Linked DNA regions of Mus musculus: regions 2, 3, 4, 5, 6 and 7 are each linked to region 1. The links are chromatin contacts, called in public promoter capture Hi-C maps. All regions are on one chromosome and are shown on one strand. The core of a region is the stretch at or near the end of the contact, and the rest is flanking DNA. Distances in the headings are between cores, read along the strand shown.

What was found. Promoter capture Hi-C pulls out the DNA fragments that hold promoters and counts their contacts. Capture Hi-C pulls out chosen DNA fragments and counts their contacts.
Region 2: a contact with region 1 is called in a promoter capture Hi-C map of adipose tissue. The contact joins the promoter of Atrn here to the promoter of Zc3h8 in region 1. A contact is called at or near these places in 3 of 39 promoter capture datasets (liver and pre-B cells) and 1 of 9 other capture datasets (adipose tissue).
Region 3: a promoter capture Hi-C map of pre-B cells shows a contact between it and region 1, with 6 times the contacts expected there. The contact joins the promoter of 4930402H24Rik here to the promoter of Zc3h8 in region 1. A contact is called at or near these places in 2 of 39 promoter capture datasets (liver and pre-B cells).
Region 4: a contact with region 1 is called in a promoter capture Hi-C map of liver, with 4 times the contacts expected there. The contact joins the promoter of Snrnp200 here to the promoter of Zc3h8 in region 1. A contact is called at or near these places in 2 of 39 promoter capture datasets (hippocampal neurons and liver).
Region 5: a promoter capture Hi-C map of liver shows a contact between it and region 1, with 4 times the contacts expected there. The contact joins the promoter of Ubox5 here to the promoter of Zc3h8 in region 1. A contact is called at or near these places in 2 of 39 promoter capture datasets (both in liver) and 1 of 115 datasets of contacts at active chromatin or transcription factors (astrocytes).
Region 6: a contact with region 1 is called in a promoter capture Hi-C map of pre-B cells, with 2.8 times the contacts expected there. The contact joins the promoter of Dusp2 here to the promoter of Zc3h8 in region 1. A contact is called at or near these places in 4 of 39 promoter capture datasets (hippocampal neurons, liver and pre-B cells).
Region 7: a contact with region 1 is called in a promoter capture Hi-C map of liver, with 5 times the contacts expected there. The contact joins the promoter of Ptpra here to the promoter of Zc3h8 in region 1. A contact is called at or near these places in 2 of 39 promoter capture datasets (both in liver) and 1 of 115 datasets of contacts at active chromatin or transcription factors (astrocytes).

The regions. Positions count from the first base shown.
Region 1 is chr2:128,942,516-128,946,026 of GRCm38.p6, reverse strand. It overlaps Zc3h8 (zinc finger CCCH type containing 8), which reads left to right and starts at 2,007. Exons shown (of 9, transcript NM_020594.2): 1 at 2,007-2,179. The coding sequence starts at 2,103.
Region 2 is chr2:130,904,647-130,908,157 of GRCm38.p6, reverse strand. It overlaps Atrn (attractin), which reads right to left and starts at 1,663. Exons shown (of 29, transcript NM_009730.3): 1 at 1,191-1,663. The coding sequence starts at 1,597. It overlaps A730017L22Rik (RIKEN cDNA A730017L22 gene), which reads left to right and starts at 1,762. Exons shown (of 3, transcript NR_015523.2): 1 at 1,762-1,947.
Region 3 is chr2:130,838,151-130,841,661 of GRCm38.p6, reverse strand. It overlaps 4930402H24Rik (RIKEN cDNA 4930402H24 gene), which reads left to right and starts at 1,517. Exons shown (of 37, transcript NM_029432.2): 1 at 1,517-1,698. The coding sequence starts at 1,616.
Region 4 is chr2:127,206,396-127,209,906 of GRCm38.p6, reverse strand. It overlaps Snrnp200 (small nuclear ribonucleoprotein 200 (U5)), which reads right to left and starts at 1,521. Exons shown (of 45, transcript NM_177214.5): 1 at 1,369-1,521; 2 at 770-933. The coding sequence starts at 1,413. 1810024B03Rik (RIKEN cDNA 1810024B03 gene) reads left to right here and starts at 1,627. Exons shown (of 2, transcript NM_198630.2): 1 at 1,627-1,732.
Region 5 is chr2:130,628,121-130,631,631 of GRCm38.p6, reverse strand. Ubox5 (U box domain containing 5) reads left to right here and starts at 1,594. Exons shown (of 7, transcript NM_001255993.1): 1 at 1,594-1,716; 2 at 2,997-3,143. It overlaps Fastkd5 (FAST kinase domains 5), which reads left to right and starts at 1,630. Exons shown (of 3, transcript NM_198176.3): 1 at 1,630-1,716; 2 at 2,997-3,143.
Region 6 is chr2:127,334,318-127,337,828 of GRCm38.p6, reverse strand. Dusp2 (dual specificity phosphatase 2) reads right to left here and starts at 1,670. Exons shown (of 4, transcript NM_010090.2): 1 at 1,192-1,670; 2 at 931-1,052; 3 at 361-580; 4 at 1-248. The coding sequence starts at 1,591. The coding sequence ends at 34. It overlaps Gm46762 (a long non-coding RNA gene), which reads left to right and starts at 2,278. Exons shown (of 3, transcript XR_003953899.1): 1 at 2,278-3,511.
Region 7 is chr2:130,448,537-130,452,047 of GRCm38.p6, reverse strand. Ptpra (protein tyrosine phosphatase, receptor type, A) reads right to left here and starts at 1,770. Exons shown (of 21, transcript NM_001163688.1): 1 at 1,490-1,770. It overlaps Gm52562 (predicted gene, 52562), which reads left to right and starts at 478. Exons shown (of 3, transcript NR_165481.1): 1 at 478-513; 2 at 604-755; 3 at 1,265-3,511.

The sequences.
Region 1 (3,511 bases), core at 758-3,257:
CTGTTTTTTCATGACACCTTCATGCCTTCAAAACCAGTACTACCTTGGTGACTCTTACACATTACCAAGTACAGCTGCAGCATGAGGTACAACCTTGGCTATCTCTGGAACACAGCTTCTTTGTGCTCTCAGAAAACACTACCTGGAAGATTTCACCTCAGTGATGCTGGTCTCTTCTTAATCAGCACTAATTTTTTAGTTCCAGCTAACTAGCATCAATTGTCCCAGTAATCCCTTCTATTCTGGACTCTAAAGCCAGAGCCACATGGCTGAAACTGCAGAGTTATGCTGCTTGCAGGAGCTGAAACATGACCCTCTTGTTCTATGACATTATCACCAGCTTTCTGTTTTCCAACTCCTTCACTGCCTAAGCTTGGCTGTCCTGGATCTTGCTCTGTAGACTGATCTTGAACTCAGAGATCTGTATGGTTCTGTCTCCTTTAATGCTGGGATTGAAGATATGTATCACCATGCCTGGACTTAAAACTTTTCTTCACCTAGAACCTGCTCTGTTCAAGGCTGGACATAAAGTCAGAGATCTGCTTGTCTTTGCCTCCTGGAATTAAAGACCTGTACTTTGCTGTGTGGATCTTGGCCTAAGGTCAACACTTCCTTAATTCAATTTAACCTCCTTGAACATAAGATTCAGTTCCATTTCACTTCCTGGTGCCCCTTTAATGTCAACCACATATTTTGTATTTTTCCTTTCAAAGCCTGCTACACTTATTCAAAAAAAAAAAAAAACCTCTTCATGAGATTTAACCAGAGAACAAAGTCTATGTTGGGCTTTTTTGAGACTTCCTTTGTCAATGCAATTAATATATATATTTACCTTAGCCCCACATAGACTCTCAGACAAGGGCAAAAAGCAGCCACATTCTTCACCAAAATACCACAAAAACAGTCTCTATGCCACAAACTGAAAATTCTTCTCTGAAACCTCTTGGGCCTGGTCTGCACAGTTATTCTCAGCAAGTCTTCCATATTCCTACTAGGATGGTCCATTAAGCCCCATTTAAAACATTCCACCGCTTTCCAAATCCAAAGTCCTGAAATCAACATTCTTCCAAACAAAAGCATGGTCAGACCTATCCCTGGTACCAGCTTCCATTTTTTTTTTTCTTGGTTTTTCGAGACAGGGTTTCTCTGTATAGCTCTGGCTGTCCTGGAACTCACTTTGTAGACCAGGCTGGCCTGGAACTCAGAAATCCACCTGCCTCTGCCTCCCAAGTGCTGGGATTAAAGGCGTGCGCCACCACGCCCGGCTACCAGCTTCCATTTTATTTAGGGTTTTACTGCTGTGAACAGACATCATGACCAAGGCAACTCTTATAAGGACAACATTTCATTGGGGCCGGCTTACAGATTCAAAGGTTCAGTCCATTATCATGAAGGAATGAGCATGGCATCATCCAGGTAGGCATGGTGCAGCAGGAACTGAGAGTTTTGCATCTTCATCTGCAGGTCTCTAAGACTGCACCCCCCCACCCCCCCACCCCCAAATAGTCTTAATACTTAGTACTTTCTATTGAATTTGCCTGCTTTAAATATATTTATGTGTTTACTCAGAAGAGATCGTCTAGGTTCCTTTTTGTGCAATTAATTTTGCTTGGTCACCTGTCAATTTTAAAGGGGCTGGAAGAGATATATGGCTCAATAGTTAAAACATAAAGGTCTTGCGTTCTGTTCCCAACACTCATGTCAGGTGGGTTACAATAACTGGCCTCCGCGGGCATCTGCACTCATTCTCTCTGTCTCTCTCTCGTACATATAAAAATAGCACAGCTTTCTAAAGAAGAATCCTAAAGATTATTTTAATTTTTTAACGACATTGTAGTGCTGCACTAAGGAACGAATCGGACATAAGTACAGAGAGTTGCGCGTGCGCAGCTCAGGCACCGAAAGCCTCCCCACCAACGGTGAGAACTGCGCATGCGTGGTAGGGCTGGCCAGGTCGCGCGGAGTCGCGCCCAAGCAACATGAGCGCGAGCGCGTGCGCGTGCGCTGGGCGGAGCGTGTGGCCCTTGGCGCGACTGTAGCCTCCGCTTCGCTGGTTGTTCAGTACCTGCTCGGCGTGGAGAGGAACGGTCCCTGTCTGAGTTATGGATTTTGAAAATCTCTTTTCAAAGCCCCCCAATCCGGCCCTCGGCAAAAAACCGGCCGCCGACCCTGAGGAAAGGTGATCCCCACGTTCTGGTCCTTTGCAGGGCACCGCTTGGGCTCCGCCCCCTCGCTCCTGGAAACCGGCGAGCCCTGGCTGGCGCGTGGGCCGGGACCGGAGCGGGGAGGTCGGAAGGGGAAGTGGGGTGGAAGTCAGAGTAGGGACTGCGGGCGAGGGCAGTGGCCGGGCGGCGGGAGGAGGCCCCAGCCTCTGAATCTGCCCCCAGGGGCCGGCTGCTCCCCTTGCACGTGCGCTTAACGTGTTTGCTGTCAGTCACCTCCGAGGTGGCTTTGCCGGCACCTCGAGAGTTGAAGGATACATAGACTGCTCTGCCAGTGATCCTGAACCAGAACTCCCAGAATAAAGCAGCAAGCATCATTTCGGCTTAGTTTTTCTGTTAATTTGGAAAAGCGTGTTGTTAATCTCGTACTTAGTCAGAGTGCGGGATTTCTGTGCAGATACCCACTCACTTTTTAGGTTTTTTTGGTTTTTGGTTTTTTTTTTTGGTTTTTTTTTTTTGGTTTTAATTTTTCGAGACAGGGTTTCTCTGTGTAGTCCTGGCTGTCCTGGAACTCACTCAGAAACCCGACTGACCCTGCCTCCCAAGTATGGGATTAAAGACATGTGCCACCACTGCCCGGCCCACTTTTTAGTTTTTTGAGTTGATAATGCCCTCAAACTCCATCTCTCCTAAATCCTTGTCTTCTATGTTCTCTCTTTCCTCAGTGGAACCCTTGACACATCCTTCACGAGTTTTTTTCCACCCTCATTAAGATAACATTACAGTGTTGGGCTGGGCCTATTAATCTCAGCATTTGAAAGGCAGGCAGATCTTGGGAGACTGGGACCAGCCTGGTCTAAATAGCAGGTTCCAAGCCAACCTCAGCTACATAGGGGAAACACTGTTTCAAGGGGAAAGGATATATGTATATGTTCACTGCTCAGTCTCAAATACCTTAGTGGAAACTGTTAGCCTAATTGGGCTACCATAGCTTTGCTGTGTAATTAATGTGAAACTTTTTTTAAAAAAGATTTATTTGTTTTATGTATGTGAGTACACTATAGCTGTACAGATGGTTGAGAGCCTTCATGTGGTTGTTGGGAATTGAATTTTTTTTAAGGACCTCTGCTCGCTCTGGTCAACCCCTCTCAATCCAGTTGGCCCTGCTCCATCAGTCCCTGCTTGCTCCGGTCCAAAGATTTATTTATTATTATACATAAGTACACTGTAGCTGACTTTAGACGTACCAGAAGAGGGCGTCAGATCTCTTTACGGGTGGTTATGAGCCACTATGTGGTTGCTGGGATTTGAACTCAGGACCTTTGGAAGAGCAGTCAGCGCTCTTACCT
Region 2 (3,511 bases), core at 414-2,913, 2.0 Mb before region 1:
ATTCTTCTCCCCAACTTCACGCTTGCAAATCCTACTTAACCTCACATGCTCAAATTCAATGTCACCTCCTCCTCCTCCTCCTCCGAGACTTCTCTGCTTACTGCTAGCCAGTCACACACTCTCTGCCCCTTCATTTCCACAGGTTCTCTTATGCCAGGTTCAGGCCTCACTCAGATCAAATGACACTCAAATGGGTGGCTTCTAATGTCACCACTTATCGGAATCCTGGAAGACCGACCACCTGTTTGTATTTTGCTTTTAGCATTTACCACTATCTGAAATTATCCTGCTCATTCCTTTTGCCTAGTTACGTGTTGACTGCCTGTCAGCCCTCACTAGAACATAAGATCAATTGGAGCAAGAATCAATCCTACGCCACGTTCACATTCCCTCACTTTCCCACGTCAAATGGGGAACCCAGTCAACAAATATCTGCCTGAGATATGGATGACACTGTAGGTCTTATAACTTCCCCTTGCTGTGTTCCTAACTTCTTGTGGACCACATCAAACTCTGGATGATGGATCTACCTGTGTGCATTATCCAAAAATTCTCTCACAACAGAAGCAAATAATAGATAAAAGCTAATTAAAAAGTGATCTCTCCAAGAGGTTCTGCCCCAAACCAAGCCAACTGCATGTTGTGGAGAATCTAGGGCTAATAGGATTCTCCTCTCTAGACAACCCCGTTCCAATAGGCCAACAGTGAGGATCCAAAAACTAGTTTCTTCACTTTCCTTGGAACAACAACCAATGGTACTTTTATCCCTGAAATCTTACAACCCAGCCTTACCTTCTATTTTCACCCAACATGTCACTTCCTCGGCTGTACTTCTTCCAGACACACATATCTCCAATCTCTTGGGCTGGTCAAAGGCAAGTGCTGAAGAACTCACTCACTCACCGTTTCCTTGATACCTCATTTATCCTAAATAAGCCCGTTTTCGAGGTGGGCTTTTATACTCTTCAGGACCCACATCTAACCCACAGCAACAAATGCCTCCCGAGTGTTCCCGTTCCTTCTCAATCTTCCACCACAGGCAGACCCGAAGGCCACCAAATGAACATCCCTCCAGGAGGCAAGCCATCATCAAACACAGTGGGGCAAATTCTACCCTCGCGATTTCAAGCCCTGCACCTGCCTTGGGCCTGGAACATCAGGCTGGGCCTGCACTCCCCACCCGCACTCACCTGAAGCGGCCCCCGCAGTGCTGGCATTGCTCGCCCACCCAGCCCGTGGGGCAGACGCACTGGCCGGTGCCAGGGTTGCAGCGGCCGCCGTTGACACACGGCCGGTCACATTCCTTGGCCTCGGCTGCGGCCGAGCCCGACACCGCCGCCGCCACCGCAGCGGCCTCGGCCTCCCGGGGCAGCGGCAGCAGCAGCAGCGAAAAGAGCAGCGGCAGCAGCGGCGGCGGGGGCAGCGCCCGCGACAGCACCCGCGGTAGACACAGCCGGGCGCGCGGTCCCGGCCTCCAGGCCCCTGTCGCGGTGCAGGGTCGGTGCTGCCTGCCCTTCCTGCCCGCAGGCGCTGCTGTCGCCGTCGTGCTCCCCCTCAGCCGCGCCTCAGTCGCCGCCGCCGCCGCCACCGCCACCATCTTCCTGGGGCTGAGCCGGCGCCCAGCGAACACATACACACCCCGCACGCCGGCTCCCCTTCGCCTGGCCGTGCTAGGCGGGGCCGGGCGACGGTGGCCCGGCGGGTCCATATCCAAGGCGGGGCTCCCGCTGTGCGTCGGGCAGGGGCGGGGCTGGCATGCGCGGGGGCGGGACCAGGGCCGTGGTCTTCCGGCGTGCCCAGCATGTAGACCTGCTCAATGCCAGGGTCTTAGCGCGGATGAACATCGCCTAGTCTACGGAGGCTCTTTGCTTTCCGCACCGCGCTACGACGAGTTAGCCAGTACCTCCTTACAGTGGCTGCCTGGCTCTGCTAGACAAGCTGACTGTGGTAAGTGTTACCCTTTGGACGCCTCCAAAGCTCAGCTTATAACCCCAACTCCATTTTGGTGAGAAACCGGACCCAAAAGGCTAATGATGTCGTGTGTTGCTAGCTGAGACCTGAAGAAGTAGTACTTACTGCATTCGCGTTTCTAAACTAGGGATAACAAAATGGCACGTGTGTTAATTAAGCACCTGCATATGAATAGATGTGTAACTGACTGAATGCACACACAGCCAGGCTTTCCTTGATAGCGAGCGGATTGAACCAGTGGCAGACCATGTCTATGTGTACCTTAAATTCTGCAGGAGAAGTTTAGCATTATCTTGTACCCCACGACCTATCCATATTCTCTGAAGAAAGAACAGCCCAGAATTACCGGGAGCGCTCTCAGCTTGCACACCCTTCTTGCTAACGCCAGTGCCTCTCCTACTCCCAATGATACATACTTCCCAATAGCATAACCTTGTATGGGCCACTACCCTGGAATGTACGCTGGACCTTGACTATATTAAACCGATAGAAGGATATGGTAAAGAGATAACGTGTCAGTTCCAGCTCTGATCTTATTTTTTGTTTCTTTTGTTGCTTGGTCTGGTTTGGGAGGTATTTGTTTATTTGTTGTCCTGGGATTCTCCTGCTCTTCCACCTTGGAAAGATTCATACAGAGGTCATATGGAGAGAAAAGGTCCCAGGCAAATGAATCTGGTAAGCTTATAGCTGGAAGAACAGTCACTGAGTGAAGAAGCCATATGGGTTGTTTTAGCCATCTGAGTTGTTCCACTAAAAGAATAGATAGATAGATAGATAGATAGATAGAGATCTATTTAGTTGGCTTACAGGATGCAGTCCAAGTAGTTCAACAATGGCTGTCCCACCCTAGAAAGGTGCTTGATCCACAAGACTGGACTCCACAGTCCCAATTCGGTGCTGGAGTCCTAAAAGATTCCTGGAGATCTCACTGCTGATCCAAAGAAGTCAGTTCTAATATCAGTGAGGTAACGCTGCAGAAACTTGATAGATGACCTTCCCTCCAAGAATAAGAACAAGCAGACAGAAAGCAAAGTTTCTTCTTCTCTGTCCTCTTATCTGCCATGAGAAAGTGCTACACAGATTTAGAATGAGTCTTCCTGCTTCAGGTAATCTGATTAAGACAATTCTTCATGCCCAAGAAATGGTGGCCCACACCTTTAATCCCAGCACTTGAGAGGCAGAGGCAGGTGGATCTCTGTGAGGCCAGCCTGGTCTACAGAGTGAATTCCAGAACAGCCAGGGCTACATAGAGAATCCTAGTCTTAAAAAGAAAAACCAGTTCTTCCCAAGAATGCCTATGTGCTTGTGTTGTTGTTGATCCCAGATACAGTCAAGTTGACAAGCAAGATTTCTCATCAAGTCTACATTATCTAAATAGGAACAAATCTTTCCTGTGTCTCATCCAGTGAGAGGCCCATTGCTCTTTCAAGCAATGTTTCAGCCTGCTTTAGAGAGGCTAATCAGAACTTTGCCTCATAATCTTGGGCTGTGCAGAGTATACTTATGCAGGTACTTGAGAGTTTGGGCACCTGGTCCTGGA
Region 3 (3,511 bases), core at 268-2,767, 1.9 Mb before region 1:
AAACATGTCTACACAAAAACTTTCGGTATTTGGTCATATTGGCATTAAGCTAAGGCACAGAAAGTGTGGAAAAAAGCTTCTATATTCATTAACTGATAAATGAATACAAAAGATGTGATATCTGCATACCACGACATTGGCCAAGCAACCAAAGGCACACAATTTTGTTCTGTGCTACAAATTGTAGTAGCCTTCCATCTGGACATGATGATGCAGGCCTGTAATCTCAGAATTTAGGAGGTTGAAGCAAGAGTTCAAGGGTTCAAGTTCAGGGGTTCAAGGTCAGCCTAGGCTACATAAAACATACCAAATGGAGGAGGAAGGAAGAAGGTGAATATCACATTTGCTTGTAGAGAAAAGATGTATTCTCAAAGCTGATTAACAGAGCTGGAGATGTATATAATGACTGGGTGCGTAAAAGCTCGAGGTGTTTCAATAAATTGACTGTTTAGCAATTTACAGTCTCCTGGCTGTTAACAGTGGTCTACAGAACAAAGCAGCTAAGAAAGGCTCTTTCATTCGGAAGCCTGGTCATTGCGCTGCTGATTGGGCTGCTGTCAATGATTAGCTGGGTTTCAGAAGCTGTTGATAACTGGCTGATTTGGAAGCCCCTGAAGAGAGGCTGTCTCTGATTGGCTGATTTTCAGATACTGTGTTGGTTACCTCTAAACAATGGTTACACATTCACGAGTTGGGTCTGAAGGCAAAATTTTATTTTCCTTTAAGTATAAAAATAAGCATTTTAGTTCCTTCTCTTTTTCAAACCTGCAAGAGATACCTTGGGGATTGTTAAAATCTTTATGAGTGGAAGAAGGATTTTTTTCAGCCAGTACTATTTATAAATAATTCAAAGGCTGATCATTGTAGCAGGGAAACTAGTCTTGTGGTGTTATAATTTACCATGAAAAGATGAATTTAGGACACGTAGGACATCTTGACAAGGTCGATATGTGATGCTAAAGTAGACCTTGTATATAGTAAGCAACTCTCCACTTTATGCAGGAAGGAACTTGGGCTCTGAGATTTTTTCTGGCCCACCGACCCACAGCTGGAAACAATTCTATCCAGACTCTGAACTGCAAAGGCAGGCGTCTCCTGGGATACTGTGAGCACACTGATGCCAGTGCTCTCAACAGGCCGCATCGCTAAGGGGCCGAACGTTCCAAGGATGGATAGGCAACTGATGTGAAACAGATAACTGTAGCCAGGCAGCGGTCCAGGACACCTAGAGATAAAGCCAAATACAGACCAGAAGAAGCCTAGCCCGGCCCTCGCGGGAGCGAGACCCCGCCCCGGGCGCGTCCGCGAGCGTGGCTGTAGCTCCCGCAGAACCCTCACCGCACTGAGAGACCTTAGGGCCCGGAGGTGTGGTGTCCCGGAGCCTGCGCCTGGCGGCCCGCACCCCAAGTCCGTCTGGCTCCTCCGCAGCACGGTGCGGCGCTGGGCCGGACTCACACTGACGCCCCCGCTGCGCGCGCTCCCGCCCCGCCCCCGCGTGCCCGCGCGCGCCGACCCCGCCCCCTTGGCGCACCCTCGCTCCGCCCTGCCGCTGGCCCGCAGCGGTGCCGGCCCCAGCGACCCTCCGCGGCCCCCAGGTCCTACGCCGCCAGCCTCCATGGACTCGTTCGACCCCCAGCAGCTGGGGCTGTCCCCCGCGCGCTTCGCTGGCACCTTTGGCAGTGGGGCGGCCTCCGTCAGGTATGCCGCGTCGAGACAGCCGAGGGTGGCCCGGGATGCGCCTTGGGGCGGCTACGCCTCGGGCGGCAGGGCGTGGTCTGATATGGCTTCCTTGCGGAGGATTGTTTCAAACGGCTCTGAGAAGAACGTTTGCCCAGGGACAGGCGGCCTTCTGGAGGGACCCTGCTATGTCTGTAGCTCGACAACCCACTGCGGTTTCCGGGAAGACCCCATTGTGACATCCCCACCCCATGGACCGGTTTTCCCTTAAACCTTCCCCACCGACAGCCCACCGCTAGAGGCCCTGTGTTCACGCGAGTGGAGCTCCCGAAACTGCCGCGTAAACCCCTTTGCTCCTAGGTGTCCAGACCCTTTGCCCCAGACTGCCGCTCGATTATAGAGTTTCCAGTCCCCTGCGTGTACAGGGAACTCCGCTCACCTGTCCCTGGCCACTGCATCCAACCCCTTTCCCTTGGGGAGCACCTGTTTCAGGGGCTTGAAGGTCATTGGGGGCGCAGGAAGAAAAAGGAAACTGGATGGAGAGGGAAAAGGAGGCTCGGAACCCCCCAGAGCGGCTGACACTAGGTTCGTGATAAGGAGTGCGGGTGGACTGGAAGGGGAGTTGATATTAGGGAGTGCTGCCCTGCCCTTTTCCATACAGAAGATCTGTTTCCAATTTCTGCTCTCTGTCTTTGGGGCTGACCTTGATAGCCGTCCGGGCTTTGTTTGTGAAGGAGCTAGTATGCGGCTGCCAGAGAAACGCGGAGGTTGGAGTGGTGGAGGTGTTGCAGTAGGAGCCTATAAGAAAGGGAAGGGAGGAGTCATTGGGGTTTGGGTACTGCTAACCTGTCATTAAACCAGAAGAGGCCTTTTTTGTTTGCTTACTTGCAGCCATTTGGCAAAGCAATATGCTATTGTTCCCTTGAGTGGGGGTTGTCAACTAATATTAGAATAGCTTATCCTATTTTCTGTCTTTTTTTTTTTTTTTAATTGAGACCGGGTCTCACTGTAGACCAGGCTGACCTTGAACCCGAAAAGATCCACCTGCCTCTGCCTCCTGAATGCTGAGTCTGTGCCACCGTGTCTGGCCGGCTTTTTCTGTGTTCTTGATTGAGTGTTGTATTGTGTTCTCTCTCTCTCTCTCTCTCTCTCTCCTCTCTCATGTCTGTCTCTCTCTTCTCTCTCTCTCTGTCTGTGTGTGTGTGTTTCTTTCTAGTATTGAGGGTCAAATCCCAATACATTGCTTTTGCTGGACAAGTGCTATAGCACATCTAGCCTTGTGTTTTGTAGAGTTTTGTTGTCTTTTATCAAAACTATGAAGAATGAAAATGACTTTTTTTTTCCTAAGACAGAGACTCACTTTGTAGGCCTGACTGGTTTTGAACTCACAGATCCACTTGCTTCTCAGTGCTGGGATTAAAGATATGAGCCACTTTGCTTGGCTTCTTTTTTATTTTTAAATTGTGTCTGTGTTTGTGTGTGTAGATGCATGTATTGTGTGTGTGTATGTGTTTTATGTGTGTGTATTGTGTGTGTATATATGTAGTGTGTATGTATATGTGAGAGAGAGAGACTCACTGTGCTTGCCACTGGGAGTATGAAGGTCAGAGGACACCTTGCCAGGAGTCTTTTCTTCCCTTTCTCCTATGTGGGTCACCAGGATTGGACTCAGCCAGGTCTCTTGGCAGCCAAGTGCCTTTACCCACTGAGCCATTCTGCAGGCCCCAAAACTAATTCTCATTCTTCATTTCTCAGGACTCCTTCATATACTCTGGCAATGTGTTTATTGAATGACTAAGCCGTGAAGGAAGAAAAGCAATGAGATAGTAATGAA
Region 4 (3,511 bases), core at 272-2,771, 1.7 Mb after region 1:
AGTGCTCAGGAAACAGAGGCTGGTGGATCTCTGAGTTTAAGGCCAGCCTGGTCTACAGAGCAAGATACTCTGTTCTGAAGAAAGAAAAGAAGAGAAAAGAAAAGAGAAGAAGAGAAAAGAAAAGCAAGGCAGGCAAAATAAAGTAAGTAGTATTTAACTTTTGAAATGAACCCACCAACATGAAAAGACAACAGAAATCATCAGGAAGTGCTGGGCAACAAAAGGAGAGAAGGGTTGGGGAGAGAAGCTTGTAACAACATGGTGGAGGTGAATTACAGAGAGGAGATTAACTCAAGTCCTGAAAACAGTCGGGGATGGGGCTGGAGAGAAGAGTCGAGTTGTTCACCCCAGTACTGCTTTCCAAGAGGACCCAAGTTCAGTTCTTAGCCCCACACTGGGTAACTCAAAACCTCCTGTAACTCTAGCTCCAGGGACTCTCAAACCCTCTCTGGCCTCCACACAGGCATCTGCATACGTGTGCACAAACCCACACGAACATACACATGCACGTAATTAAAAATAAAACAGATCTTTTAAAAAGATAACCGGAAGAAAATTAACATCTATGAATCAGAAACGAGTCAGTAAAAGGTATCAATAGATTTTGTTCCACTTCATTACACCTAAATCCAAAGAAGCTCTAAACCTTGGTTGTTGTGCACACACCACTCATCTTCCATATAAACTTGAGTAAAACTACTGCTCTAATGCTAAAGATGGGCTTTACATTAGATGGAAAAATAGCATCCAGCATCCCCTTAGTACTTACTTGGCCCGTCTTTCTTCCTGCATCTGTGGTTTGGTCCGTTGAGCCTTATCTCCCATTCGGGTTCCCTCCAACTTCCCAACCAGGGACAGAACCTCTCCCGTCGGTTCATCCCGGCGGGTCCGGTCAATGAGAGAGCGGTCAGCTTGGAGCACAAGATTTGAGTTCTGAAAAGATCATACTTTATCAAAACTTTGATATGTATAGTTTTGAATCCTGTTATTACAGTGACAGCAGATGATGGGAAAACAGTGGAATAAAAAAAAAATCATGCTCTTAAGAAGAAATAACATAGCATTACACGATGCGCGAGCACTATTGCTGTCTGAGAAGGTGAACGACCAGCGCTCCTAAGAGCATCCACAACAGCCCACATTTGGGTAAAATGTTGGGCACATTGCGGGTAAAGAGAAGAAGGTGCGAGTTTAGCGCTGAGGGGGCTGGGGAAAACCCAACTCCTAAATTCTCAAGCGCCCCAAATTCCACGGGGTTTTTCCTTCGTGTTTTAATCCATCCTTCACCCAGCTCTGATCTCCCGCTCAAGTGTCCGTGGCTGTCCACGACCTCCCCTGTCTGCACCGGTCCTTCGAGACCACACGCACCGCCTTGTACTCGTACTGCAAACTGCGGGCAGTCACATCCGCCATGGCTGCTGATGCTCCGGGAACTCAGGGTTCCACTCTTCTTCACGCTCCGAACCGCTTCAGCGAACCGCCCTGGCACAACAGGTACAACGCAGGACGAACGTAAGGGACGGAGAAAAGAAACGGACTTGCTTCCGCTTCCGGGACGCCCGCTAAACGTGAGACTTTCCGGTTACTAACCACTGCTTCTGGGCGGGGTTTGCGGAGATGTACAGTAGTACATCCGGGTCAAGGATTCCATTGACCGACGAGACACACGCGCGTGCAAATTGTGGTTCCAGGCATCTCTACCTGCGACAGAGCCAAGGCCCAACCCCTAAGCGTATGTTGAAAGTCCCTTTCTGTAATTCTTTTGGTTTCTCATACCAGCCATCCTGTGAGGCAGGCAGACATGCAGGCAAACGGAAACTAAGGGATAAGGAAGCTGAAGGTTCAAGCAAGTTAGCAAGACAGGCATGGTGGCGCATTCCTTTAATCCCAGCACTCGGGAGGCAGAGGTAGTGGATTTCTGAGTTCGAGGCCAGCCTGGTCTACAAAGTGAGTTCCAGGACAGCCAGAGCTACACAGAGAAACCTTGTCTCGAAAAACAAAACAAAACAAACAAAAAACCAAAACAACAACAAAAAGACAAAAAAAAAAAAAAAAAAAAAAAAAGCAAGTTAGCATGTACCTAGTTCTAGTAACCGACTGGATTTCTACCCCAAACCCCTTTCCGCAAGACTCTCCCCTGTGTCAGCTGACTGACGGTAGAGGAAGAACTATTTGTGCCCAATCTTTTGTCACAGCCTGTCAGGACTTTAGGTGTGCGGATTACAGCATATGTATAACTTTGTCCTCCTCAATGTGACACGAATGTTTTACTAAAGAAATATATGAAAAATAAATAATATGTATGGAATTACTATTCAGTTTTATTCAGCAGTAGTGGTACCTTTTATGTAAAGGTGGTATTTAGTCTTTTCATAATTCTCTACACAACACTGAAAGCAAAACAGTGAGTTCTGCTTTCCCTTGATATTTAATAAGCACGAGTGAACCTTAAGTCTGTGTCCTAATCCACCCAGCCATTTTGCTGGCAATTTTTTTTTATTGTTTGGTTTATCATTTACATTTTATTCTATGTAGATAGGTGTTTGGGCTACATGTATGTTTGTGTATCATTACATGCAGACTTCCACGAAGTCCAAAAGAGGGTGTCAGATCCCCTGAGACTGGAGCTGCAGATAGGTTGTGAGTTGCCATGTGTGTGGAGGGGTTGGAACCCAGGTCTTCTCAAAGAGCAGCCAGTGTTCATAACCATTAAGCCATCTCTCTAGCCCTTATCTGGTTTTTGAGAAAAGATCTCCTGGAGTCCAGGCAGGCTTCAAACTTGCTATCCAGAGACTTCTCTTGCACTCTTGATCCCCCTGCCTCCAACTCATAAACACCGTGGCTGCAGCTATGGATGGTTGTGACAAGCTGTACCTTATCATATTTAACAGTAAGAGCAGCATAGTAACCCTAGGTTGGACTCATTTACTTTTTTTCTTCTTTATTAGTAGGAAGAAGTTTTATCGTTTAGGGGGTCTAAGAATTTGCATTTCAAATATAGTTACCTTCCCAAATGGAGTTCCACTTGGAAGATATAAAATAAGCCCTTGTCAATTTTTTTTTTTTTTTTTTTGGTTTTTCGAGACAGGGTTTCTCTGTGTAGCCTTGGCTGTCCTGGAACTCACTTTGTAGACCAGGCTGGCCTCGAACTCAGAAATCTGCCTGCCTCTGCCTCCCAAGTGCTGGGATTAAAGGTGTGCGCCACCACGCCCAGTGCCCTTGTCAATTTAAAAACTGAATGTTATACTGAAAATAAGAGAATTATTTTATGAAAGTGTTGACAGTCTTGAATAACTTTAAAAATTATAATTTTTTTCTATTTATTTATTTATTCTACGTAACTGCAAACATCGCTCTCTTCAGACACACCAGAAGGGGGCACCAGATCCTATTACAGATGGTTGTGAGCTACTATGTGGTTGCTGGGAATTGAACTCAGGACCTCTGGAAGAGCAGTCAGTGATCTTAACCATTGAGCCACCTCTTTATCCCCTTTGGATAATATTTTTAA
Region 5 (3,511 bases), core at 345-2,844, 1.7 Mb before region 1:
GGGAAATGGCTCAAACAATAAAGTGCCTGCCATACAGGTATGTAAACCTGAATTTGTATCAGCAACAACAATATAAGAGCAGGCCCTGAAGCCTGTTCTGTCTGTAACCCCAGCACAGGAGCCACTAGGTCTGTTACTAATCATCCAATCAGAATCTGTGAGCTCCAGTTACAGTGATGGACACTGTCTCAAAAAGTAAGGTAGACAGTAATTGAGGAAGTTGCCTGATGGTGACCTCTGGCCTCCATATGCGCAAGCCAAGAAAGTCCTAGAAGCATGCAATAACTCTTCCTTTCCAGTACTGTTGACTAGAGGTGGGCTATAAGCTCCTCCCACTTCATAGGAGACTAGGAAACAGCATTTTGCAAAGAGAAACTAGATTGTCATGGCTGCCCAGGAGCAATCAAAGTTTGTCCCCTGGGGGTGGGATTTTTCACTCTGGGTTCATGAGCAGGTTGTAATCAGGTAAGAAGTCCCCAGTCAGTGAGGGCCATGTTACCAATGGTCTGGAAGGCACAGATGTTCAAATGTTCACAGCCAGGCAGGCTGCCTTACATAGAACCCAGAAGCTGGGATGCTGGTCTCAAATCTCTTTGTCACAACCTCTTATATAGCCTGTTTCCCCACCAGTGCCTTGGAGAAAGTATGGTATCTCTCTCAGTTTTCCTTCACAGCGTCTCAAATAGATGGCACTGACAAGGCTGAAGACTGAATAGACACCGACAGGCCTGGGACAGGCACTTCTGTTACATAGGACTTGGGAGAATCTTTCTTACCTTGATAGCCAAACCAGCCACGTGTGAGGCCCTCCTAAGGGAGGTAGACCATCCTGACCTACCCACCTTCAGTTCCAGCTCCACTTTTCCCTTCCCTTCCCTTCCCTTCCCTTCCCTTCCCTTCCCTTCCCTTCCCTTCCCTTCCCTTCCCTTCCCTTCCCTTCCCTTCCCTTCCCTTCCCTTTTCCCTTTTCCCTTTTTTTCCCTTTTTCCCTTTTTTCCCTTTTTCCCTTTTTTTCCCTTTTTTCCCTTTTTTCCCTTTTTTTCCCTTTTTCCCCCCTTTCCCCCCTTTCCCCCCTTTCCCCCCTTCCCCCCCTTTTCCCCCCTTTTCCCTTTTTTTCCCCTTCCCCCTTCCCCCTTCCCCCTTCCCCCTTCCCCCTTCCCTTCCCTTCCCGGTCTCTTTATATAGCTATGGTTGTCCTGGAACTATTTTGATCAGGCTGGCTTCGAATTCATAAAGATTCACCTGCCTCTGCCTCTTTAGTTCTGGGATTAAAGACGTGCATCCCTATGCCGGGATCCTTGCATACATTTTCATCTATCCATTGCTAGTTCCTCTTCTGAAAGCATTTTCACTATTAGAAATGCATCATGATTCTCTTTGTATAGATGACAAACTAGGCTTGAAAAGTTTGTGTGACTTCTTCAAAGTCATAAAACCCAGAACCTGTGCCAATTACTTCTGCTCAATTACTTTCAAAGCGACCCATCCAGGATAATATTTTTCCCTCTCCATGTTCTAAGGTCAGAAACTAGAAAATGGTCATGGAAAACTTCGACTACGGTTTTTTGAACCTCAGCGGCTCCGGTACCAACGTAAGCGGAAGGTGAGGGCCGCTGGCCGGAAGTGGGTTGTGGAGCGGTTGATGCAGGAGTCTGTGCATTGACTTACCCGGGGCGGCCCGGGACTGGAGTTAGGGAGCTGCCTTCGCGGGCTTCAGGTGAGTGGGCGGCCGGGGAGGACGAGGTGGCTCGACTTGCTGCCTGCACTCTGGCCTCGCCGGGTCCGGGCCGCGCGCTCCGCCATCCCGGTTCTCCCGGGCCTGCTGCGCTTCCCCGCGGGCTGTCCTCGTGCCGCCCCGGAGCACCTCTCAGCATCACCCTCTAGGGTCACCTTATCACGGCGGACTGCTGTGAGAGTGGGTCCGGACGGCGCTTTTAGCCCCCTGCGAGGTGGAGATCGAGTCTGCGTCTCTCACGGGGCTGTTGTGATAGCAGTCTCCCTGGTCTCTCCGTTCCAGTGTGCACGTGAAGCCCTAGCAAAGTGACTTAGCCTAGGGTCTCGGTCGGCGCCTGCGAGTCGGCGTTTCTGATCAGCTTTTCGCCAGCACTTTGAGCAGCGTTTGATGTAGGGCTTAGGACGGGGTGAGGCAATAGGACAAATATCCTTTCTTCATTTTAAGCAGTTTCTGGTTGTACAAACCCAACTCGGGCCAGGAGTGGTTCTCCCTTCTCTTTCTCCCCCCGGGGATAGGAAGTAATTGCTCCTTTTCTGTTAAGATCTTTTTGCTCTAACTCGGGAACTCTGGACAGGAGCCTTTATAGTCGATAGATTCACGCCTCTTCTCAGAGGCTACATTGCTCACTTGGTGTAGGCATCTGGGCATTGCTTCATCCTGTGACGCTCATATATAGATACTCCAACGTCAGAGGGAACTGGTATTTTGTGCTCATGTTTTCTGCACTTTGCCCACACTGAGGACCCAGAACAGTGCCTTTGTTTTTTGTTTGTTTGTTTGTTTTTTGTTTTTTCGAAACAGGGCTTCTCTGTATATCCCTGGCTGTCCTGGAACTCACTTTGTAGACCAGGCTGGCCTCGAACTCAGAAAATCCGCCTGCCTCTGCCTCCCGAGTGCTGGGATTAAAGGCGTAGAACAGTGCCCGGCTTAGAACATTGCCTTTCTAGAACTAGGTTCTAAGGCTTACTGTCCTCAGTTGCCGAAGGCTAGCCCTAGGGAATTTAGTCCTGCTTGGTAGACCAAAATAAAATCTGAAGACTACTATTTCATACAGCTGAGAGTTGTGCCGGACTGATGTGCCTGTGTGTCTTTCTCATTTATCTATCTATCTATCTATCTATTTATTTATTTATTTATTTATTTATCTATTTGGTCCCCAACGGAGTCTTGGCATTTATCATGTAAATAGGTCAATTTATATTTTTTTATTATATGTGTATGGGTGACTTCCATTTATGCATGTCTGCACCATTTGTATGCAGTGCTGGAGGAGGCCAGAAGAGGGCGTTGGATCTCCTGGGACTTGAATTAAGGTTGATTGTGAGCCACAGTGTGAGCGCTGGAAATCAAACCCCAATCCTCTGGAAGAGCAGCCAGTACTCTTAAACACTGAGCAATCTCTCCAGCCAGTAAGTCATCTTTTCTTTTTCTTTGTTTTTTGTTTTTTTTTTTTTTTCAAGTCAGGGTTTCTCTGTATAGCGCTAGCTGTCCTGGAATTTGTCCTGTAGATAAGACTGGCCTTGAACTCACAGACATCTACCTACCTCTGCCTCCCAAGTGCTGGGATTAAAAACTAGCTCTGTCACCACTCCCACCACCAGGCTTCATAAGACTCCTTTCATATAAAAGAATTCTGGCCAGCCATGGTAGTGCACTCCCCTCCCCCCCTCCCCTCCCCAGTGCCACCACAAGACAAGGTTTCTCACTGTAACCAGCACTGGCTGTCCTGGACTCGAACTCATGAGATCTCACTGCCTCTCCCTCTCGAGTACTGGAC
Region 6 (3,511 bases), core at 421-2,920, 1.6 Mb after region 1:
AGAGCTGTGGGTGGGGCCAGGCTGGGCTTTGCCTCAGTGACACAGCACCTGGGTCTCCAGCTGTAGCAGCTGCCCCATGAAACTGAAGTTGGGGGAGATGACTCCCCGACGTTGCTTAACAAAGTCAAAGGCCTCGTCCAGCCGTACCCGGTGGCTCTGAATCAGGTATGCCAGGCAGATGGTGGCTGAGCGAGAGATGCCAGCTTGGCAGTGCACCAGCACCCGGCCCCCACTATTCTTCACCGAGTCTGAAAAAGAAATGTGGAGCCGAGAGTCAGACAGGAAGGTGGACAGAGGAATCAGGTGCCTGTACCTTCTCCCCTACAGTTCCCACAGAACCCTGGGCTGAGGCTCCCCTACCTATGAAGCTGATAGCCTCCTGGAACCAGGCACTTATCTCCACCATCTGGTTATCTTCTACTGGAATGCTCTTGTAATGGAAAAGACCCTCAAAGTGGTTGGGGCAGCTGGCAGAGACATTGAGAACTGCTGTGATGCCGCAGGCCTGCAGGCCCTGAAGATCTGAGGAGTGGTTGCAGCTGCCCAAGTACAGGTAGGGCAAGATTTCCACAGGACCACCCTGGAGGAGGAAGGGGACGGTGGTGAGACCTCACTCAGCCTTGTGCTGGAGGGCTTGATCCAGACATCTTGGATTGGCTAGAAACAAGAGAAGCTCTAGGCCTTCTGACCAAGGACAGAATTAAAAGTCTTGAGGCCACAAGGGGACATATGTTCAGACACTTTGTGCCACATATGCCTTAAAGTCTGTATGAGGATATATACACGTTCACACCATTTGCAGGTCACACAAACACTCTCCACATCTGGGAATGTATATTGGAACACACCCCTGTCTTTCCCCACTGGCGTTCTCCAGAGGCATCCCTCTAGAATGCACAATGAAGACAACAAATTCGAATATCAACTCACCTGGTCATAGATCGGAACCCTCGGGTCAGAGTTGCTATTTTCGGCCCCAGCAGGAGGCAGGGCCTGGGCAGGAGCTTCAGAGCACAGATCCGGACAGTACGTCTGGAAGCTTTTGAAACCGCCTGTGGGAAAGACAAGAAAGGGTATGATTAGCCAAGAGGTCGGGAACGGGGCACGGAACGTGGGACAAGGGGCTAAGAGCGCGGGGCGCGGAACATGGGAGAAGGGGCGAAGGGCGCAGGGCGCGGGGCGCGGGCTCACCTCGCAAGAAGCACACGGTCGTGGGTCCCCCGCGCATCTCGTGCTGCAGTGCGGCTAGCAGCAGGTGAGCGGGGCCGTCCGGCGGGAGCTCGGCCACAGACGCGCTGCTTTCATCCAGCACCACGGCACGGGCCAGCTCCCCGCGGCCCAGGCGCGCCCGGAGTGCGCGGTCGGGCAACAGACAGGCGAGGGCAGCGGCGGGGGTGCCGCGCGCACGCCGCCGCAGCAGCGCGTTCCAGGGCACCGGTCGCGCGGCGCGCACGTGGCTCCGGCAGAAGGCCAGGAACGGGCGGCAGTCGAGCAGCAGCGTGCGCTCGGCCTCCCGCGGCTCCCGCAGCAGCGCGCCCAGCGCCGCGCACTCTAGCTCGCACGCCGTCTCCAGCCCCATGGCGATCGGCATCGCAAAGCCTCCTGCTTCCGGATGTCCTCTCCCTCGGCTCCGGCGGCGCGGTGTCTGTGTGGCGGGAGCTGACGGTTCTGGGGGCTCTTCGTCGAGCCCGGGCTTAAATACTCGAGGGCTGGCCCCTCGGGTCACCATACAAGGGTAGAGCAGGAAGGCGCCGGTGCCCGCCCCCGCGGCTTCACGTGGGACTCTGGCTGGGCCGCCCCCGGGGCTCCCTGAGCGGACAGGGGGTGGGTGGGGCGGGGCATCAGGGGGAGGGACACGCGGGGGAAGAAACTGGGAACCAGACCGTGACAAGTGTCGGCCTGGAGTCTAGAGGCCCCACCCACGTCTCTCCAGTGTATATGCCCCAGTGCTCCCCACTCTTTGCCAGGCTTCAAGCCACTAAGTGCTTAGGAACTCAGCTCTCAGCTGCACCGAGCCTTTGAGTTACTCAGGTCTTCAGCTTCCTCACTTTTCCCATTTTCTCCCAGGGTTTTCATTCTAGGAATTTCGATAGCAAAAATGGACAAATTACCTGTTGCTACCCATAATGATACACTATTAGGAAAGACACCAACCGTCAGGAAATTGTCCTATTCTCCCATGTCAGGCCCAGGCCCAGGTGGAGGAGTCCTGGAAAGCCAAAGCCCTGGGGCAGGGGCGGGGGTGGGGTGGGGTGGGAGGGGCTTTAATGGGGAAGGGGCGCAGGGGCCTGTGACGAGTTTCCTCTTATGACTGGGACAGTTTCTTTCCCCAGGGGCCCAGGGAAACCCCCAAGAGCCTAAAAAGAAGTAGTTCCCATGCCACAGGCCAGGGCTAAAGAGGAACTCTGTTGACGATGCTGGGCTCTCCCAGGGCATAGCCAGGCCTGGCGGGAATTTCAGGGGAAGAAGGACTATTCACAGAACCTGTTCCCTTCCGACCCCTTAGGAGCTACAAACCCCTCTGGGACAGGCCCTGGTCCCACACCAAACTGTAAGAATGAAAAACTGGGTAACTCACAGCCATTCTGTGCTCCCCCACTCAAGTGCCTGCCCGCCCCCCCCTCCCGGATGTGGTGAGGCCCAGCTGCACGTGGGCCCCCCGGGACACTCCTGCGTTGGGGGCGAGAAAGTTGGTAGGTGGCTGAACTGAAGCAGGCGGGTGGGGACAGTGTTCAGAACCCAGCCTCCCAAATCTTTATTGCCCTGAGCCAATCCTCTGCCTTTACTAAGACCCTTCCAGCATCCCTGCAGATCCTTTGTTTCTTGGAGGCCTGTGGCTAGAACCTGTGGGGACCCCTAACATAAGGTATGGTAGGTATATAGGTGCTCGAGCAAAATATTATGCCTTTCCTCTTGATTTGGGGAACTTGGGGCTTGTGGGGGATACAGAATGCCAGGGAGAGCTACGAGGACTCCTGGACCAGGAGTCATGGACTTGTGTCTCAGTGGCACGGTCATGCAAGTTGGTTCCAGGGCCACAGCCTGGGTCCCTTCCCACCAAGCCTGTCTGGAGGCTGATACAGCACAACTGGCAGCCCAGCCAGGGAGTCTGGACCATAGATCCCTGAAGCTGATAGGGGGCTCTTATCCTTGGCATCAGCCTCACAGATGACTTAATGGCTGATTCCAGGGACAAATTACAGAGCATGGAGGGGGACCATCATGTCTAGTCTTGCTGAACAGAGTCACCTGCCATGCCTGGAGCCACAGCCTTCCAGCTGTGGAGAAGAGGGGAGGCCCTGCTAGCTGAGGTCCCTGCAGCAGGAGTGAAATCAACTTAGCTTTGTGGGAAACTCCAGCCCCTGACTCCAGTGCTGAACTGAGCTGCTGGGCCCCCTGGCAGGGTGAGAGTGTGTCCCTCAGAGTCTGCTGGGTGCCTCAGTCTTTGCATATGAGCCAATGCGGATCTGTCACACATACACCCCAAAGCCACTGTCCTTGGCGTGGTACC
Region 7 (3,511 bases), core at 521-3,020, 1.5 Mb before region 1:
AATGATCAGTGGTTAAAAGGTACCTAGTCAAAAGTCTCCTGGATCTGACCATGGGGCCACTGGGGCAGAGAGAGGAGAAAGGTAACTGAGGAGTTGTTGGCTTTTCAGGGATAGTCAGGCAGATGCTGAGAAGCAGGTAAGATTTTGGGAAGCCTGCCAGTTTCTCCCAGGTGTGACAGCCGTGTAGACATAGAGAATCAGAGTCTGCAAGTCCCGGTATGGGCAACCCACACTCCAAGCAGGCTGCCAGGAAACACTAGGAAACATTTCTCTTGGGAGGTGGTTGAGGGGCTTCAAGATAACTAGGACGAATTCTATCAGGGAAGTCTTAAACAGGACCCAGAAGAAGCCGGTCCGCAAGAAGCTTCTCAAACAAGGAAGGCCCGGAACCAGGCAAGGAAGGGTGAGAAGGGGGACCCTGAAAGCAAAACCCTCCCACATATGAGGGGGTGGCCGAGCCGCTCCGAATGGCTAAACACAGCGTGGAAGAGAAAGGAGAATGAGAGGACTGAGGTAACCATCAAAGATTAAGTTCAGGAAGGACTGCCAAGAGCCTTGTAGGGAACGGTAAGGCATCTGGGTTTTCCTCCATCTCATTCACAGAGGAAGGAAAGTGAAGGAGTTTTTAAGCACACAAATGACAGCGTCTGATCTACGTTTTCGAAAGGAGTATCCAGACAGAAAGATGTTCATCCTGTCCCAGTCTTTCCTCATCCACCATCTTTTGGTTCTCTGGCTGCTTCAAGAGTTAGCAGGTAACAAGTGGTGCCATAGCCGGGGACATGAGGCTGGTTTTCAACAGAAATTCCCTATCCTAGCCAAGGGCTTCGGCCGACATCACACTCTGTCCAAGAGGGTTTGGAACATTTTTTTGCTTGTCCTACAAATATCATCACTATCAACAACAAAACCCTCTAATAGACAGGATCATCTCTGCCTCTGTAGTTGTTATTTTTAGGAAATATTAGGGGCTCAACCCCCCCCCCCCGTGGCAATTTTTAAGAATTACTGAAAGTAAACACAGGAGATGTGCGTTCCCAAGTGGCTGCTTTTGAATTCTGGGTAGCTTAAGTCCATATTTTCCTTCTTAAGCATACACAACAGTTGGGAATGGGCGGCAGAGAGGGGCCTGGGAGTAGGACCAGGAAGGGGTCTTAAGGGGAAGGTGGGAGGTGGGATGGTCACTGCGTGTGCCACCTATCTCCTCCCATTAAATGGACCTGAGCAAATCCCATTTTCGCTGCTCAAAGTTTTTTTCTTTCAGAATGAACTACGGCAGCGCCCTGGCCCGGGCCGGAGGAGGACGTCCGCAAAGTTCCAGCCTGTCTGTGTCCCGCACGTTTCCGGGACCCCCTCCCCCTGTCCACGGTGCCAGGATGCACAAGCCAGAGGCGCTCCTCCAGGATAGGATCCAGGGACCGCTCCCACGCGCGGCCGAGCCACCCCACCTCCCCGAGCCCTCCCGACGGCGGCAGGCGCGAACGCTTACCGAGCCCGGCGCTGGGCGGGACCGCGGGGGACGCGCACGGCAGCTCCGCCTCAGGACCGCGGCGGCGTCTCGGCCCGCCGCTCCCCTCAGGGCCGCCGCCCGGTCCGCTGCTCGAAGCCCCGCGGCGGCGGCGGCGGCCTCGCCTCCATGGCGAGGAGAAGCGGCAGAGAGAGGACTGGGCTGGAGGCTGCGATGGCGGCGTGGTCCAGGGGTCTGTGCAAGATGCCCCCGCGAGTCCCTGTCAGCGCCTCACTCGCCGCAGCCTCTCTCCCGTCGCGGCCTGGGCTGTAAGGCGCTTCGTCATTGGCCGTTGAGAGGCGGGCGCTGGTTCGCTGACGCCGGGCGGGCGTCTCCGCCTCCGTGAGCCCCACCCCTGCGCGCCCCGCTGCGCCGCGGAGTTCCCCGGGCGCACTGGGGGTCTCCGGGTAACAGGACAGGACGCTCCCTATCCTCCCCTGGCACACGTCTCCCACCTAGTCACGGTCCTAGGCCCCCGGGCATGGGCTTTTTTCCTTGTTTACAGATGAGGAAACTGACACCAGGCACAAGCCACACCAACTGGTGAACTCAGGCACTCGAAAGCCATCTCCATCCTTCTCCAAATGTGATCCTCTCTCTAACACACCCCGCGCCTCTGCCTCTGCCTCTGCCTCTCTCGCGCTCTCGCTCTCTCTCTCTCTCTCTCTCTCTCTCTCTCTCTCTGTCACACACACACACACACACACACACACACGAGAGAGAGAGAGAGAGAGAGAGAGAGTTAGTTGTAAGGCACTTAAAGGATGTAATTGCGAGAAGAATTTGCCTAGTACCTAGGACCGGTCTAGCTCTGAGTATGTCATCTTAAATAAACCAGCCCACATCATCCCCACCCGAACCCTAGGGAAATCTCTCTTGCTTTCCAGATGTGCAAGCTGGGCCTGATTCTCTAGAGCTGGATGGAAGCACAGCACACGGTGCTCCGCAGCGAGCGGGGAGATACTTCTTGATACATGCATAGTGGTCAGGAGAAGATTGAAAGCGCTGAGAGAGACCAGGGAAGCGAACAGCGTTCTTTGTGCATCTAGCTTCTAGGAACCATAAGTCGATTTTTTCGGAAGGTAGCAGTCCTCAGTTTAGAGCACTTTGGATGCTGCTAGACCTAGGGCGCCAAGTTAGAACTCTATGCAAACACCCTTCCTTTATTTGTTGAATAAGTAAGTGTGCGCAGACCAGAGCCAGGACCTGCAAATGTGCGTTGAAGCGGGCCTTCTTTAAACTTCCTCCCTCTGGGTAGTAAAAACCTCTCCTTGAGTTAAGATTTGTGACTCTTGATCTCCCTCCTCAGGGCCATCTCAGTGACAGTCTACAAGACCTCTATCCTGTCTCCTAAATGTCAGACTCCTGCCAATGAGGTCCGCTCCTCCTACAAGTTCCAGAAGCCCATTTCCTAGAAAGTACAAAGTCTATCAGGGATGCAAATACACAGCAAATTGAAAAGTGACCAAATGAAAAGTTGGGTCTTTCACTAGAACACAATACTTTACAAAACAAGACCAACACAGAACAAAACAAATCTGAAAAATACTGGTTCTTGGCTAAGAAAGCAGCCTCTTGGCTTTAGAGCAAACCCTACCAGCAAACTTTTTTTCTTTTCTTTCTTTTTCTTTCTTTCGGTTTTTTGTTTGTTTGTTTGTTTGTTTGTTTTGTTTTGGGGTTTTTTGTTTTTTTAATTTTTTTGAAATTTTTCTTATTTACAGTTAACCTATGACTCCTGGTCCTTTTCAGAGCTCCCTACCCCATTAGCACAATCAAGAGCCATCTTGGAAGAAAAATAAAATAGAAAAAAAGGAACCAAGAGAAAGATAAGTGGGAGCTCCCTGTTCTCTGCTGCATTGGTGCCTGCAGGTAAGAACTGGAATAGCAGGGCTGAAGGATAGGATTAAAGGAGCCCCATTTCCCCTCAAAAGTCCAAGTCACTTCCCCTCCCTGCCTACCTTTCTGTCTAGTAAATGAAGCAATGAGTTGTTCTCTATGTCCTGA